Regions from separate parts of the Anas platyrhynchos genome. Here region 2 is linked to region 1. A link is a contact called in public Hi-C data. All regions are on one chromosome and are shown on one strand. Each heading gives the region's core, a stretch centred on a gene start, on an enhancer-like site or on the middle of the called end of the contact. The rest is flanking DNA. Distances are from core to core; before and after follow the strand shown. Region 1 overlaps FAS (Fas cell surface death receptor). Region 2 holds the start of CH25H (cholesterol 25-hydroxylase).

Region 1 (7,514 bases), core at 2,966-5,465:
AGTGATAGTTAGTTTTCTCTTTTGATTCCAATTACAAACTTGAATCCACATAGAGTAAGATTCTACATGAAGCCCTATTTTGGACTATTTACAGCTTCTAAAGCTGTCTTTTTTTTTTTTTTTTTTTTGATCTGGTTGCTGTCCAAACATAATGCATTGATTTACTTTAACCAGTAATATCTTCAGTCACAGTTGGAAGAACCATTTCCTCCATTTATTTAAAAAAAAGAATACATGACTATCTTTCTTTGGAATAGGTCCACAGCTGAGAGCAGAAAGTATGAAAACAGTATTTCCTTCTGAGAAATGCTTTTATACATTCTGTTGGTCGTTGGTTTGGATTTGGATGAGTGCAGGGACATTGAGGATCTGTACATTTTTATTGTGATGTATGTAGGGATGCCTTTGGAGGAGGAAGCTGGTCTCTGGAAGACTGTTTGACTTCAGCCTTTACACAGAACAGAGCCTTTATCTTGTGTCCAGCCTCAAAATTCCAACTTATTAATTTACTCATCTGTTTTCATTTACAAAAAAAAAAAAAAAAAAAAAAGAGCCGAAGAAGTTGCACTGACAGCAGGCTAAGAGTCTCACAATTGTAAAGGAAGGCAATGAGGGGAGGAGAAACAAATTTTCTGTCACCAAGTAAGTGTGACACTGTCCTGCAGTCCATAGTCCTTGACTCCCAAGTACCTTGGGGGGTGACCACAGCTCAGGGAGCCTTGAAGGTGCCTGTTAGTGTAGATATACCACAAATCACTTCATGCATGCCTCCTCAAAGGGTGCCTAAGAATACCTGCCCACATAACCTATTATTTAAATTGCCCTGACTAATGCTGCTCATTTCTTTCCCTGTTCGACGGAAGTTCCTTACACCAGCATGCCTGAAGTCAGGGAAAGGCTTTTGGGTGCTGGAGGGAGATCTGAACAAAGCTCCTGAAGAAGGCCCTTTCTCAGGAAAAAACGTCTCAGTGAGGGAGCTCTGTACCTTGCATGCAAGATAGAGCTTGCTTGCTAAATGCACGTAAATAGAGCCAACAAAAAGCATAATACCTGGAGTATTTTGCAAGCTCTGATGTCTCCATGGTACAGAATTGTGTATTTTTAAGCAGTCACGATTGTTCCAGTTTTTATGATTGAAGCAACAGCCACAGATCCTGTAATATATAAAAAAATCTTGGCAGCAGGGTCCCTGCGGTTGTTATTCCCAAAGTTTCTATAGCTAGAACAGAAGTTAAAACTGCATTTAATGTATATTTATTCAAAATGATAGGCTACCTTACAAGTCTGGAAGAGAAGGAAGACAAGACCATTTACAACAGCATGCTGGAGCAATTAAGGGCATCATTCATCAGCCAGTTTCTTCAGGAAGCCTCTGAGCTGTCACCACCCACCCTTCTCCCCCATCCGCACCAGCAGCGCTGGTACTCGGTTACGGTGACACAGAGACTGCCCTTATGGGGCCAACTTTCAGGCCGGCCATCCCTCCTTTCCTTGGCTTTTTTCAGCCTTATCTGTGTGATCTTGGCACTTGGGTGAGCCATGGTCGAGCGCAGGCCTAACTCGTGGCTGTGTTGTGGGAGCGTTTCTGAGTCCCGCTGCACCGCACGTTCATGCTGGCACAGGTAGCACGTTCATGCTGGCACAGGTAGCACGTTCATGCCGCACGTACGTCAGTAGCGCTGCCAGTTCCAGACTTCCAGCCCGGATGTTTCATCCTTACAGCTTTTTTCCATGTGTTATTAAGCTTAAAGCCGGTGGTGCCAGGTCGTTGGCTGTGCTGCTGCAGAGCTGGACCCAGCAGCGTGGGCCCCTCTGCAGCCCCTTGCTCCTGGCAGGCTGAGGCAGGCTGTGCTCCTCCTCAGAGCCTTGCAGGAGCCCCTGGACATCACCTCCGTGGAGGTATCTTCAGGAGGAGCTGGAGCAAGCTCTGCCCTGCCCGGACAAGGCTCCAGGACCGAGTCCCTCCTGTCCCCTCCGTGGGGAACAGCCCGTGGGGCCGAGCCCAGCAGCAGGGGACACGCGTGGGCTGTGCGGGGGCCGGCTGCCGCCTGCTGGGCTCTGGTGGCCCTGCACCGCCAGGAGCGGACACACACACCGGGCAGAAACCTGCCCTTTTAATGCGGTTTTAATGCCTCCAGCCCCTTTGAGATCGGCCCGCATCACAGCCACCGTGCCCCACCGACTGCTGTGACAGCCGCAGTCCCGGTCAGAAGAGCGGGGGTGCTGGCAGGATGGTGCGTCCGAGCAAGCCTGGGGGGCATAAAGTATTTCTGACAGTTTCAGCTATCCCAGGGGTATGTCCGGAGAGGGATATTGGCATAGCATGCAGGAAGGACCAGGAAAATGGGAAGATAAAACGTGAGATGTTCACATCTGACAAACGCACCGATTGCCAAGGTGCAGTGGCAGAGGGGAGGCTGTGTGCTGGCCCTCCAGGGACTGCACCTTCAGCTCCCTCCTGCCATGGCTTTCAGTCACTTCCTCCTCCCGTGTTTGTTTAGGACCCTCTTTTCAGGATGCCTGCAATCACAGACATTTTTTTGCTGGTTGTCTGCAATGAAAAATAGCACGTTGTCACAGTTGCTGGCTACAGGAGGAGCAAGACCTCTGTTTAGGCTATGGGAAAGGGCCCTCTAGCACTGTCTGCCTTAAAAGTCATGCTTGCAGCTTGGAAATGAACTAAAACCACAGAAAAGCTCTCCAGAAAATACTGCTTGTACATTAAGTTTTGTCATTGTTCCCACATCCCTTTTAATCCTCAACCACAGCTTCGTACTGGAGGCTAGATATGCACAGAGGGCATTTTTCGTCTCGGTAGCAGTGGGATAGCAGGAATGTAAGCTTCCCTTTCAAGTCCAAAATCAAAGTATTGACAAACAGTAAGAGAGGGATGTGAGTTTTGAGGTTGTATCTTCCCTCAAAAAAGAAATCTGTCCAACTCAGGGACTTTTCCCAATACAGTTTTGTTTTTCTCACAGATTTGTTTGTATTGTTTTCCTTCCCTCCTCTCCATACAGGAAATAAGCCTACAGCTCTCTCATGCTTTAATATGCTTGTCATGCTGTCTGCAAAGACACATTTTGGATTGTTTGTGTTCTGCTCTTCACTTCTCAGCAATGCCTTTTCATGAACTGGCAGCTTGCAGTACAACTTTAGCAGTTTCACAGTGTAGCAGTACTGCAAATGGAACTGTCTTGGACCTCTCATGCCTTCCCCTGGTGTCACACTGCCACAGTGATCTGGTTGCTGTCCTCTTGCAGGTGCCAAGCTTGCTTGCAGGAGCTATTCTGTGGTTCCCAGTGTGGGTGAGGATGGGGTGGGTGCACACAGAGAAGGAGCATGTGGGGCTTCTGGGCAACCCTGGCTCTTGTATGGTCATTTACAGTCTGCAGGGGACTGAACCTAGATCATCCCTCAGGCCTTTTATTCCTATGATACGGTTCCTCTATTGCTGCTATTTTAAAATAACAAATGTTCTTTTCTTTTTTTTTTTTTCTTTTTCTTTTTCTTTTTTCCTCTTTAAGTCATAATGCAAGTGTTTAGCACAGTTTTTATTTCCTGAAGACAGAGCTTCCCCTTTCAAATCTGCTTTTCAAAAATGTGTCAACTCATTCCCTGGAAAAGTTTTTGTTTCAGTTTCCATTTGCTTTTCTGATGCTGGGTTTCCATAGAGTAGGAGAGTTTCATTTGTCAAAGACATTTCTGTTGCTTTCTTTTTCTCTTTCTTGTTTTTGTTTTTGTTATCCTACCTAAGGCTGAGAAAAGAGTTACTTTACATGGCTGTCTGCTTACCCAGCCTTGTCACAGGGGAGAAAGAGGCTAGTCATTTAGTCATTGTATGCCCTGCAAGTATGGAGATTGCAGGGCATGGGGTAAAGATACCAGAAAGGTTTCAGCAGGCACCTAAGGTGGCAGCAGCCTTCTCAGCAGCATGGCACTCCATGCACTTTCTGAGAGGGAATGGTGAGAGCAAAAGGTGAAACTGCTAACATAACCTGCTCAGAATTATTTCCCTGTGCAGCCCAAGTTTGAGGCCAGAAGCAGGAGGAAATGGAAATCTGGGTGTGCTAACATGCCTCAGCAGAACTAGATTGCTTCTGGTCCAGTTACTTTGAGCTCGATCAGATGGCTTTGCACCACAACATAGACCATACACATTGCTTTGAAAAACCAGCTGCACAGCATCATCAGTCATTTTATTTGTTGCACAATGTTCTGGTTAAGAAAAAAAAAAGCAACGTATGCTAACCACTAGTGTTCATGGCAGCTGGGGTTCAGTCTTACAGAGGTCTACTAAGGAGAAAATGACTCATTGCTCAGGGACTTTTATTTTTATTTTTTTTATCCATCCACATTGTACTGAGGTTGGGGAATTCCAGTGTGTTGAAACAAAAAATTCACGTTTTATTTCACTACCACAAACTCATGAGATTTGCTGCATCCATTTTGAGATTTGTCTTGTTCAGCCCAGTTACATTAACTGACGCTGAAGTCCTAACAATCTTGGTTTCTGGTGGCCAGATCCCTCGCTATAAGGGATGAAGCCAGATGCCAAGAAAACCCAGTGCTCGCGTCAAGCAAATGCCAACATACCTTTAAGTGACATTTATGCCTTCCTAGGTGGGACATGGTGCAGGGAGCAGTCTGTCTACCAGGGGCTGTGAGAGAATGGAGCTTTCCTTCCTTCCTTTCTCAGCTGTATTTCTGCACAACCGCAGCCGAGGAAGTCAATATGGCACAGCCTATGCCAGTGCTGTGCTGCTTTGCCAAAAGGCAGACATTTTATTCTGTCACAATAATTTATTGCTGTATATGTGGAGTCTGGCCAAAAGACAGCAGTGAGCAGCACGCTGTCCCAGCATGTTAGATCACAAGGCACAATGCTGTGCCTTAATCAGCTCCTGCAGTTAGTCCATAGATGCCCAACTCAGGTGCATAGGTGCATAGATATTAAACTGTCCAGCTACAGCTTCCTGAATGTTCTCCTTTGAAAAGCAGCACAGTGTAGGGATTTTGGCAGCATAGCCAGCAAATCAGTGTAATGTTAATTTGTTAGGTCATGTAGAAAATGCAGAAAGATTAGAAGCAAGAGGCTGCAAAGCTGGCGGGAAGGTTTTTCCAAGCACTTAGCATCTATGTGGTGTTTGAGAACTGAGGAAGAGCTGTGCATCCTGAACCAGGTCATGGCTTGGCAACAGAATAGGCTCAGTGGCTTTTGCACAGTCCACAAGTCTATAAAAGTCTAACAGGTTTTGAAGCTACTAACGTAAACCCTGCTTTTCATTTCAACTTAGTACAACACACAGAACCATGGCTGCATTTCCATCTGTTTTCAAGGGCTGGGTGCTGCCCTGGCAGGCACATTGCTCCTGCCAGCAGCATGACCTCTGGGAGCAGCCCTGCTGCAGCTGTGGACATGCAGCATTGCCCTGGGGTTGATTCCAAGCACCTGCTGGCATGCCTGTCCTGGCCTTTCCGCACCCTGGGGCCAGGTGGCAGCAATTGGACTTGTCCACACACCCCACCTGACAACACTTGCTCAGCCAGGAGCAGCCTCAGGCAGGTCTTCTTGTGTTTTGGCTGATGCTTGGCACTTAACTGGAGATTCCCTCCTAGGGAATGGATGGAAGAGCCAAAGAAAAGGTTATCCTGTTAACAGGTGGATCTAGGAAAAAAAAAAAAAATAAATCAGGTTGTTCTAGGATGGTCTCCTTTTCTGCCAAAAGGTTTTGTGAGACTTTGCATGAATTGGTGTGGGAGCAGGAAAGGCTTTAACTACAAAGTAGCTCAGTACTGCTAGTCTTTGAATTGAGGAGCCCTCTTGAGATCTGTGATGAAAGACAGGTATGTTCTGTTTTTTTTTTTTTTTTTTTTTTTTTTTTTTTTTTTTTTTCCCTTCTTCCCCAGGAGAATGATCTCCCTTTTTCACAGAATTTCTGGGTTGGAAGAGACCTCAAGATCATCAAGTCCAACCTCTGACCTAACGCTAACAGTCCCCACTAAACCATATCCCTAAGCTCTACATCTAAACATCTTTTAAAGACTTCCAGGGATGGTGACTCCGCTACTTCCCTGGGCAGCCTGTTCCAGTGTCTAACAACCCTTTTGGTAAAGAAGTTCTTCCTAATATCTAACCTAAAACTCCCCTTTTTGATTTACTGATTTGAATAAAATAAAACTTAAAGATGATATGTATAGATTACCTTGTAAGAAGGAAAAGAGAAGTCATGTGCTACTTGGATTTATTTATTTTATTAATGGTATTTTCATTGTACCAGTTCCTGCATTAGAAAAGATAATGTTGGCTGTTGCATGACTGGGTCTGGAGACTTTTACAGCTGGTGCAGGTTGCCTTCAAAAATCCATGTTTTTGTTGTGCTACACCAGCTCCTGTTTCTGCTTCCTTCAAGGGTTTTAACATCAAAATAGGCTTGAAGTCAGTGCAGATAATAAGGGAAATAATACTTTTACTTAACACTGGGGGATTTGACATAGAAAACTGATATAAATATACACACACAGGTGCTTTCACACAAGGAAGAAATCACATTTACAACAGGGCAAAATGTGATTATATATTAATACTACATCGTACATTGCATAAACTCTTAACACTGGTGTTTTTACCTTCAAAAATGCAACTTTCCAGAACTTTAATGTAAGAAATCCATTGATTTGCATGCAGGACCACACATTTGGACTAAACCTTTCTGCCAATGACTAGTATTTTCTTTTTGTAGCAAGTCCTATAGTAGAAATCTTTGATTGCTACTGTTATTAACTAAGCCAGAACACTTATCCTCCCAGTTCTTAACAATCAAAATCAACAGGTAAGACTCTTTTAAAGGAAACACACCTCCACAAAAATCATAATTATTCCTCGTTTGTATTATAACTACCTTGAAACCTTCACACCTTAAAAGCCAAAAATGGCATTTAAAAGGTTTGTTAGCTGTAATACTTAAAAAATACTACTTCAGTCAGAAATAATTTTCAAATGACTCCATGCTATGTCTCCTCCAAACTATCAGAATAGGTTTTACTTAGCTCAGCATTATCATGATAGGATTTCTCATCTTCCTGATGACAGGCTTTGCTTTGCTCAATATCATCATTATAAGATTGTCCGCCTTCCTGATTGCTAGAAACAACTGTCTTCAGCTTTTCCTCAATTTTATCAGCTACAGCACGCATTTTTAACATTCTCAGGCTGCTTAGTAGGGTTCCATAGGCTCCTTTCATCCCATGACTTTGATACCAGGCTTGAAACAGCTTAATCTTCTGTTCAAATGCATCATTAATGTTGTCCTGCAAAACTTGATCAATGACAGGATCTGATATTTGTCGATAACGGACAAACTTCTTGACTTGTTGGAGTGTCATCTCCTCCACAATAATAGGGATATGTCTGCTCAGGTCAACATCTAGAAGCATAAAAGGAAATGAATGCTCTTGGCACTGAAATCTTACTGTTCTTTGCTTGTTTAAGCACCTATGCTTAGAGTTGATACTTT
Region 2 (6,743 bases), core at 1,226-3,725, 62 kb before region 1:
ACTTGGTGATTTTACTACTTTCCTGAAAGAAGCTTTGTCTAAGCCTAAAAGGCCATTTGTATTGTTTCAAAAGATTTTTCTGAGACTTCTAGGTAAGGTATGAACTACAAGTAACTGCTCACAAGACTGAGGTATTTTCTAAGCCTACAGGTGAAGGGTTCTGGTCAAACTACTGACATGGTAGAAAGCTGCTTGGATCACACTCTTAAGCCTTGGGTAGTTACTGTCTAGTAATCTCATAAATAGCATGTAACTGCATTGTACGGTAGGGAACTAATCTTTTCCTTTGTGCATTTGGTGTGAAGCCCCAGCTTTTGACCTTTTTCATCTTCAGTAATAAACACTCAGGCCATACCTTTCTGTCCATTCTGGATACAGTAGATGCACAATTAAGATAGCAGGGTGTATTAAATCCTGTCGCCAGCTTTGTCAGCTGCTGAATCCCCAGTGTGCCTGGAAATACTACCAGAATAGCAGAAGCTTTATGCAAAAGCCATTGTGGAGCTTCTCTGCTTTGCTGGAGCAGGCATGGACATGGGAATTAAGAGCTGCTGTGCTGTTCCTGGCCTGCTATGTACAAGCACTGTATGACACGAAGTTGGAGAGGCATCAGTGGAAAGAAATGTGCAAAATAACACATTCTGAATGTGGAGTAGAACAGTGAGATGCTTGATCTAATAAGGAGCAGTGCAGTGATCAAGCTATGCTAGAAAGCTGGAGACAGTAGTCCCCATGCAGCTGGTGAATTGTGACTCACAGACCTGTCTGCATCTGAAGCAAATGCACGGTCCAGGGTGTTCACTCATGGATCTACAGCAGAGCCAGGGCACCTGTTTTTGCCTATGAGTAGAACCTAAACAGGACTTTGAATATACATTCAGACTTCATCTCAACCAGTAAGGCGTGATGATAGTAGGGTACACGTACAGTAGTGGTGCTTACTGTGTTCTAGCTCAATGGCCTTCTAACAGTACATAGTGATTTGGTATCAGGTAACACTGGCAGAAGCTCACACATCAGCTCCATCAACATGGAAGTGAGGCAGCATAGCACGTGGTGGTAAAACAGCCCTACTCCAATGGGGCCCCATAAGCAAAACAGTTTAATCAGCTTGGGAACAAACTAGTTTTGTATAAATTATGCTTTATGGTAAAGGTGCCATACAAATATTGGAAACACAAATACTTTATTAGCAGAAAGTTGCAAATGGTTCTCATAGGATATGAAAGGAATCTTGATGGAGGAATAGATTTTGTGATCGGTAATAAAGCATGGCTGTCAGTAGAAGATTGTACTGTAATTAAAGCATATATTTTGATGTCCTATAAAATACAAACCCATGTGGCAGTATTTCATGTCATGAGTGCTAATGGCCTCTCTTCTCTAAGTAGCTTATTTTCAGATAATTTTGTATAAATACAACATGGCTGAGATTGCTTCCCTGTAGTAAGACTTCACTGAAATCATCAATGGAATAAAAAATTAAGGTTGTATGAGCAGTAGTCAGGATGCCTAAGATGATTGCCTAAGTCTTATTTTCTGAGGATAGCAAGCTGAAAAATGCCTTTATTTCCTGATTTCCAGAGAAGTCAAAGTGGATGCAGGTAGTGGTAGAGGGTGTGAATCAGTTTTGCACAACTGAATTACAAAATTTGAATGAAAGAATTTTAGGATCTTTTCCTAATGGTTATTATTTTGAAAATTCATCCTGGTAAAGCTTTAGAACTAACAATTTACTTTGCTGGCAGTTTTCTCTCCCTGAGCATTGTTAGGAATTTATTAAAAAATCCTTAATTAAGCTTTCCTTCAATACTGGCTGGAGAGGTTTTTGGGGAAGCTTGGTTGGGACAGTGGAATGTTGGTATGAAAATATGTTGATTGGGAAAACATGTTAGCTCTGTTAAGTACTTTGTGTTTAGGCTGAAGCTTTTCGTCACAACAAAAATCAGAAGAGGAATGCGTGTGCGGGATGTGTCTCGCAGGATCCAGCAGACGTCGTGGCCCTCGGTTCTTGCTGCTTTACCCGGGACGTGAGGGCGGAGGCTCGTGTCCCCTGGGACTCGGCTCCAGAATCCGAGTCTCGGCGCTCCCCCTTTTCCTCCCGTGTCCCAGACCCACGCCCCCAGCCCTGAGAAGTTGCCGTGCCCCTCCGTGGGCTGCTGTCCCTGAGGTGCGGGGACTGTTTGCGGGGCCCGGCCCTGGAGAGGCCGCGGGCACCGGGGGGCGCTGTGGTAATGGCGGCTGCGGCCTGGCCGCCCGGCGGCGCCTCGGCGGGGGGAGCCCCGGGCTTGGCGTGCCGTGGCGCCGCTTGCTCGCCAGCGGGAGGAGGACTGGTTGTGCTCAGCTCCCCAGCCCCCTTCCCCGTCACTGTCCTCAATAAATTATGGGCTCTCTTCCCGGCACCCGTCTTCTCTAGACAGGGCTCAGCACGCACCGGGAGCTGCCTTATCTCTGTCACATTGGGGGGGGGGGGGGGAGAAGAGCAGGAGGGAGAAGGAAATTTCGCCCCTTCTGTTGAGAGATTAGTTTCAGCCTATTGACCCTGATTTTCCCTCGTCTCAACTTTTCTTTATTCTCCTAACCACTTGTTAGTGTTTTGCTGTTTACCTTGCGCAGCCTGGGGTAGGTGCTTGCGTCCTGTGCTCATGTGGAATCTATTTGAGACCCTTTGTGGGGCCTCATTCCAAACTATGTGCCCTTCAACCTAAGCTCCAGAGCAGCAGGCTTGATTTTTTTAAGAGACCCATTTAGAGTCCTGTAACACATGGGAGAGTTTGGCAGCATTGTTAGCTGAGTGAAAAAAGCTGGGGCTGTGTTGCTGAATTAAATACAGAAAGGATTTGCATGCACTTTGTCTCTTCTTCACCTTGTGCTAACAAGGAAACCTGAGTTGGAGGAGTGAAAACGTGTGAAATAAATGCTTTTTGGTGGCAAAGGCAAGGAGCTTGAAACCAGTTTCTGGAGAATAAGGATTTGCCATCTCTGATGCATGACGATCTGCTTTCTCGAGCCTGAATCAATACCCAGCAGGGCAAAGCTTGTAATGGAGCTCATCCTCCTGAGCACCAGCAGATGGGGCGCAGCGCCGATGGCTTTGGCCGCCTTGGAGCTGCAGGCAGTCACCGAGGTAAGCTCTGCTTGCAGTCCTCGATTTGCTTGGACTTCACGCTGCAGGATAAACAGTAAGGCTGCAAAATTCTGTAATTTTCCTTAAGGGACTTAAGAATATTTTTCTGTGACATAATCTGCAGGCAAAACGCTGATTTTTTACATTTTAGCTGATAGGCACTATTGTTTCTACAACTTCTTGAGAATTCAGCGTAGTTGTTAGGGATTAGTTGGAACAATGTCTGTAGGGCAGATGAACAATTTATGTCAATCTCCCTTTTGGCAGATTTGAAATATGTTATAGGAAAAAATCAATCCTTGCATAATCCCAGTAAAACAGAAATCATGTATCACATCTGGAGGCTTAACATCTGATTGTAACTCTATACATAAACAGAAATCATCTTTTAGAAGAAAATTTTCAGTCCCAGAGCGTGAATGAGTTACAAATGCATTTTTCACATTCTTATTGTGAAATGGAGGTCAGGTTAAAATATAGTCAGAGGACTGAAATTAATTTCTTGAATATAGGTCTTCATCCATTAGATTAGTGTATGTCACAAGTTTTTAGTTTCACTGCATTCAACAATGTGAATTCATTGAGTTCAACAGCACAGTCTCACACTGGCAGAACATCTGAACCTATTTCTAAAATGCCACAGATAGAGTCTTTGAAGGCCATACCAGAGCTGTCTCCAGCAAATAACTTATGATTGCCTGAATAATAGCACACATTATAATAATGTTACTGTTTCAGTAAACTTGAAGTCTAAAGAGGGAGCAAAATCTGTATTTACTTGGAAGGACTTTCTCTTGAAGATGAAGTATCAGAGACTGAAAACAAATTTAAGGATTAAGAGAAGTCTACACATAGATCAGAAAAGGTCACTGCTATCGCATCGTTACTAAGACACAAGGAAATTGTGTCTCCTGTATCTCCATCGGGTTTCTTTTCTGAATAGCAAAGAACTAAAATCATCTGAACAAGCTAATAAAGTCATCCAGGAAGTTGAGCTCACTTCCAATATTAGAATAAATGCTGTACCTACAAAAGAGGTGAGTTCATAGGAAACTGATGGCAAACTCTGTTTCCCTAAATATTCAAAGCTTTGTTCGTCATTTTCAAAAAGCACAAAGAGAAACAATGTCTTAGAATTAAATCAAGACCTCCATCTTTTACCCCTAAAATATTTTTAGCAAATTTAAAATGCTGGGATTCAAGCCTGCTAGCTTTTATTCTGTCCAGTGATTGCCTACGGTCAAAGGAAGATCATTTAGAGGACACTGTTCTAACCAGTGGGTCTTTGAATTGCATCATACTTGCGTGAAGGATGATGTCCTTATCATATTACTCAAAGAGTTCTTAAGTTGTGGAGTAAATAGTATAATAATGCAATAATAATTATCAGTAGGTGTCTGTTTGGAAGGAAAACGACATTGTAACTAGCATTCTTCCCAGAAAATGAGGGATATTCTGTTGGCTCAGTTTTGCATCTAGTCAAGTGGATTTTGTCATGTCAAGTGGTTAGTAGAGAACAGGACCTCAAATGTAGATGGAGATAAATCACAGCTACTACATTCAGGCTGGAAGCATGGTGTATGTTATACTCAGATTTCGACTTAGCCCATTTTAAACCAAAGAGCTTGTTAGGAAAACGTGTTTGCACACATCCATTAGCCACAAAACATCCATGGGTCAGACCTGGAGCTTAGGTACATAATGCATCTTTGGTAGCAGAAAAAATCAATGGTAGGTTAAGTTTCCTCACATTTAAGGGCAAGAGGATAACAAAGGATAGTATAACTTAAATGAGTAAAAGACCAGTTTTTTAAGTGTATGTAGTAAGTGGAGTGGAAAGTATTCCTACCCTCTTTCTCTGAAATCCATTGTTAAAGAGTTCTGCATTTCTAATTTTTTCCTACTATGCAAGCCTTTTGTGAAGTTTCAGTGATTACCCTGGCTGGCTAATTCTGTTCTGAGACTGTAATGCATTACACCGCTTCTGTACAACAGGAAAGGGAACTTCCTCTTTAACGCTACGTATTACCAAGCTAAGTAAGGAGAATTTCTGACTGGGCGGAGTTTTCCTCTGAGCAGCCTAGATAAAGGCTTGCAGGACTTAGAGTCTCAGACAGCAATCAGCATGAACTGCAGCGTGCCGGACGGAGTGCTGCACTGCTACGCAATGGACAGACAGCAGGACAGGCTGTGCCTTCAGTTTCTTTGGGACTTTGTCACAGCAAAAAAGCCATTGATCAATTCACCGTTTTTTCCAGTGCTGTTTTCTTTTACAGCATACATGGCTTTCTGTCTTCCATATATTGCACTGGACTTTTTCAGCACTAGACTGCCAAACTTGAGAAAATACAAAATCCAGCCGCAGAACTATCCAACTCTTGGAATGATGGTGCCTTGCATTATTCAGAGTGCGTATCACCATGTGGTTTGGATTTTCCCCGTGACATTTCTTCACTGGTACTGGAAACCAGTGAATCTACCGGTGATAGCTCCAGAGCTGCCCGAGGTCCTGCTGCAAGTAGTAATTTGCCTGCTGCTGTTTGATTTTGAGTATTTCCTGTGGCATTTGCTTCACCACAGAGTGCCGTGGCTCTACAAGACCTTCCACAAGGTGCATCACAAGCACATATCAACATTTGCTCTTACTACACAGTATTCCAGTGTGTGGGAACTGCTGTCACTGGGATTCTTCGCTGCCATCAATCCGTTGCTCCTTGGATGTCATCCTTTGACAGAAATGATTTTCTTCCTTGTAAACATCTGGCTGTCAGTGGAGGACCATTCAGGTTATGACCTTCCGTGGTCAACTCACCGACTTGTGCCATTTGGTTGGTATGGAGGAGCACCGCATCACGATCTCCATCATCTGAAATTCAAGTCAAACTATGCTCCTTACTTCACCCACTGGGACAGACTCTTTGGGACATTCACAGAGTCACATTCTAGTTAAGAATATTTGCCTGTGGATGAACTCTTTTTTTTTTTTTATGATAAACTAAACTGGGACATTAATTTTTCAATGACATACAGAAGATTGTATATTTGAAGCTACTTATAAAGTCCATAGCTATTTATAACAAATCATTTTAATATATATGTATTTGTATGCATACATGGAACTTCCTATGTTATATGACTGTAAAGCCATAGTAAATATATTACTTAAATTTGTTTGAGTCATAGGTGTAAGGGAAGCATTAAGAGATGTACGTTCTCTCTTCTTTCCTTCTTTTCAGCTTTCATAAAGCATGTATTGTATTATGTATGATGTTTTATACATACACCAGAAAAAATTATCTTACTGCTGTAAGATGTAAACAGAGAAGGTACACAGCATGGATTTTGTGGAGTTTAACCTGCCAGAGCATATTATTGTACACTGATATTGTAAAAAAAAAAAAAAAAAAAAAAAATGCTGCCAAACAAAGCTAGTTTTCTGACTGTGTGATAATTTTTATATTTATATTATAAATCCTGATGTGCTGTCTGTTTTGAACAGGAAATAAATATGCTCATTCTTTTAAAATTGTTTCATTTCATGTTATTCATTCCTCTGTTCATATTATGAACATGTATGATTTCTTTTGCAGAGGTGTAGTTTATTTCAGTTTCAGAC

Evidence for each region. Hi-C and Micro-C count contacts between places; a contact is called where the count stands out from the background.
Region 2: a Hi-C map of subcutaneous adipose tissue shows a contact between it and region 1, with 3 times the contacts expected there. The contact joins the promoter of CH25H here to the enhancer-like site in region 1. A contact is called at or near these places in 5 of 8 Hi-C or Micro-C datasets (F5 follicle, liver, skeletal muscle and 1 more).

Annotation. Positions count from the first base shown.
Region 1 is chr6:23,301,907-23,309,420 of IASCAAS_PekinDuck_T2T, reverse strand. It overlaps FAS (Fas cell surface death receptor), which reads right to left. Exons shown (of 9, transcript XM_027459847.3): 9 at 6,234-7,424. The coding sequence ends at 7,009. Among named protein-coding and RNA genes, the nearest start is that of FAS, 16 kb to the right of the region's middle. Within about 2 kb of position 4,215, at least 3 of the 8 cell types and tissues checked have an H3K27ac peak or open chromatin away from gene starts, as enhancers often do. A contact at or near this core is called in subcutaneous adipose tissue, where this site is marked.
Region 2 is chr6:23,362,448-23,369,190 of IASCAAS_PekinDuck_T2T, reverse strand. It overlaps CH25H (cholesterol 25-hydroxylase), which reads left to right and starts at 2,475. Exons shown (of 2, transcript XM_072039573.1): 1 at 2,475-3,127; 2 at 5,040-6,653. The coding sequence starts at 5,253. The coding sequence ends at 6,077.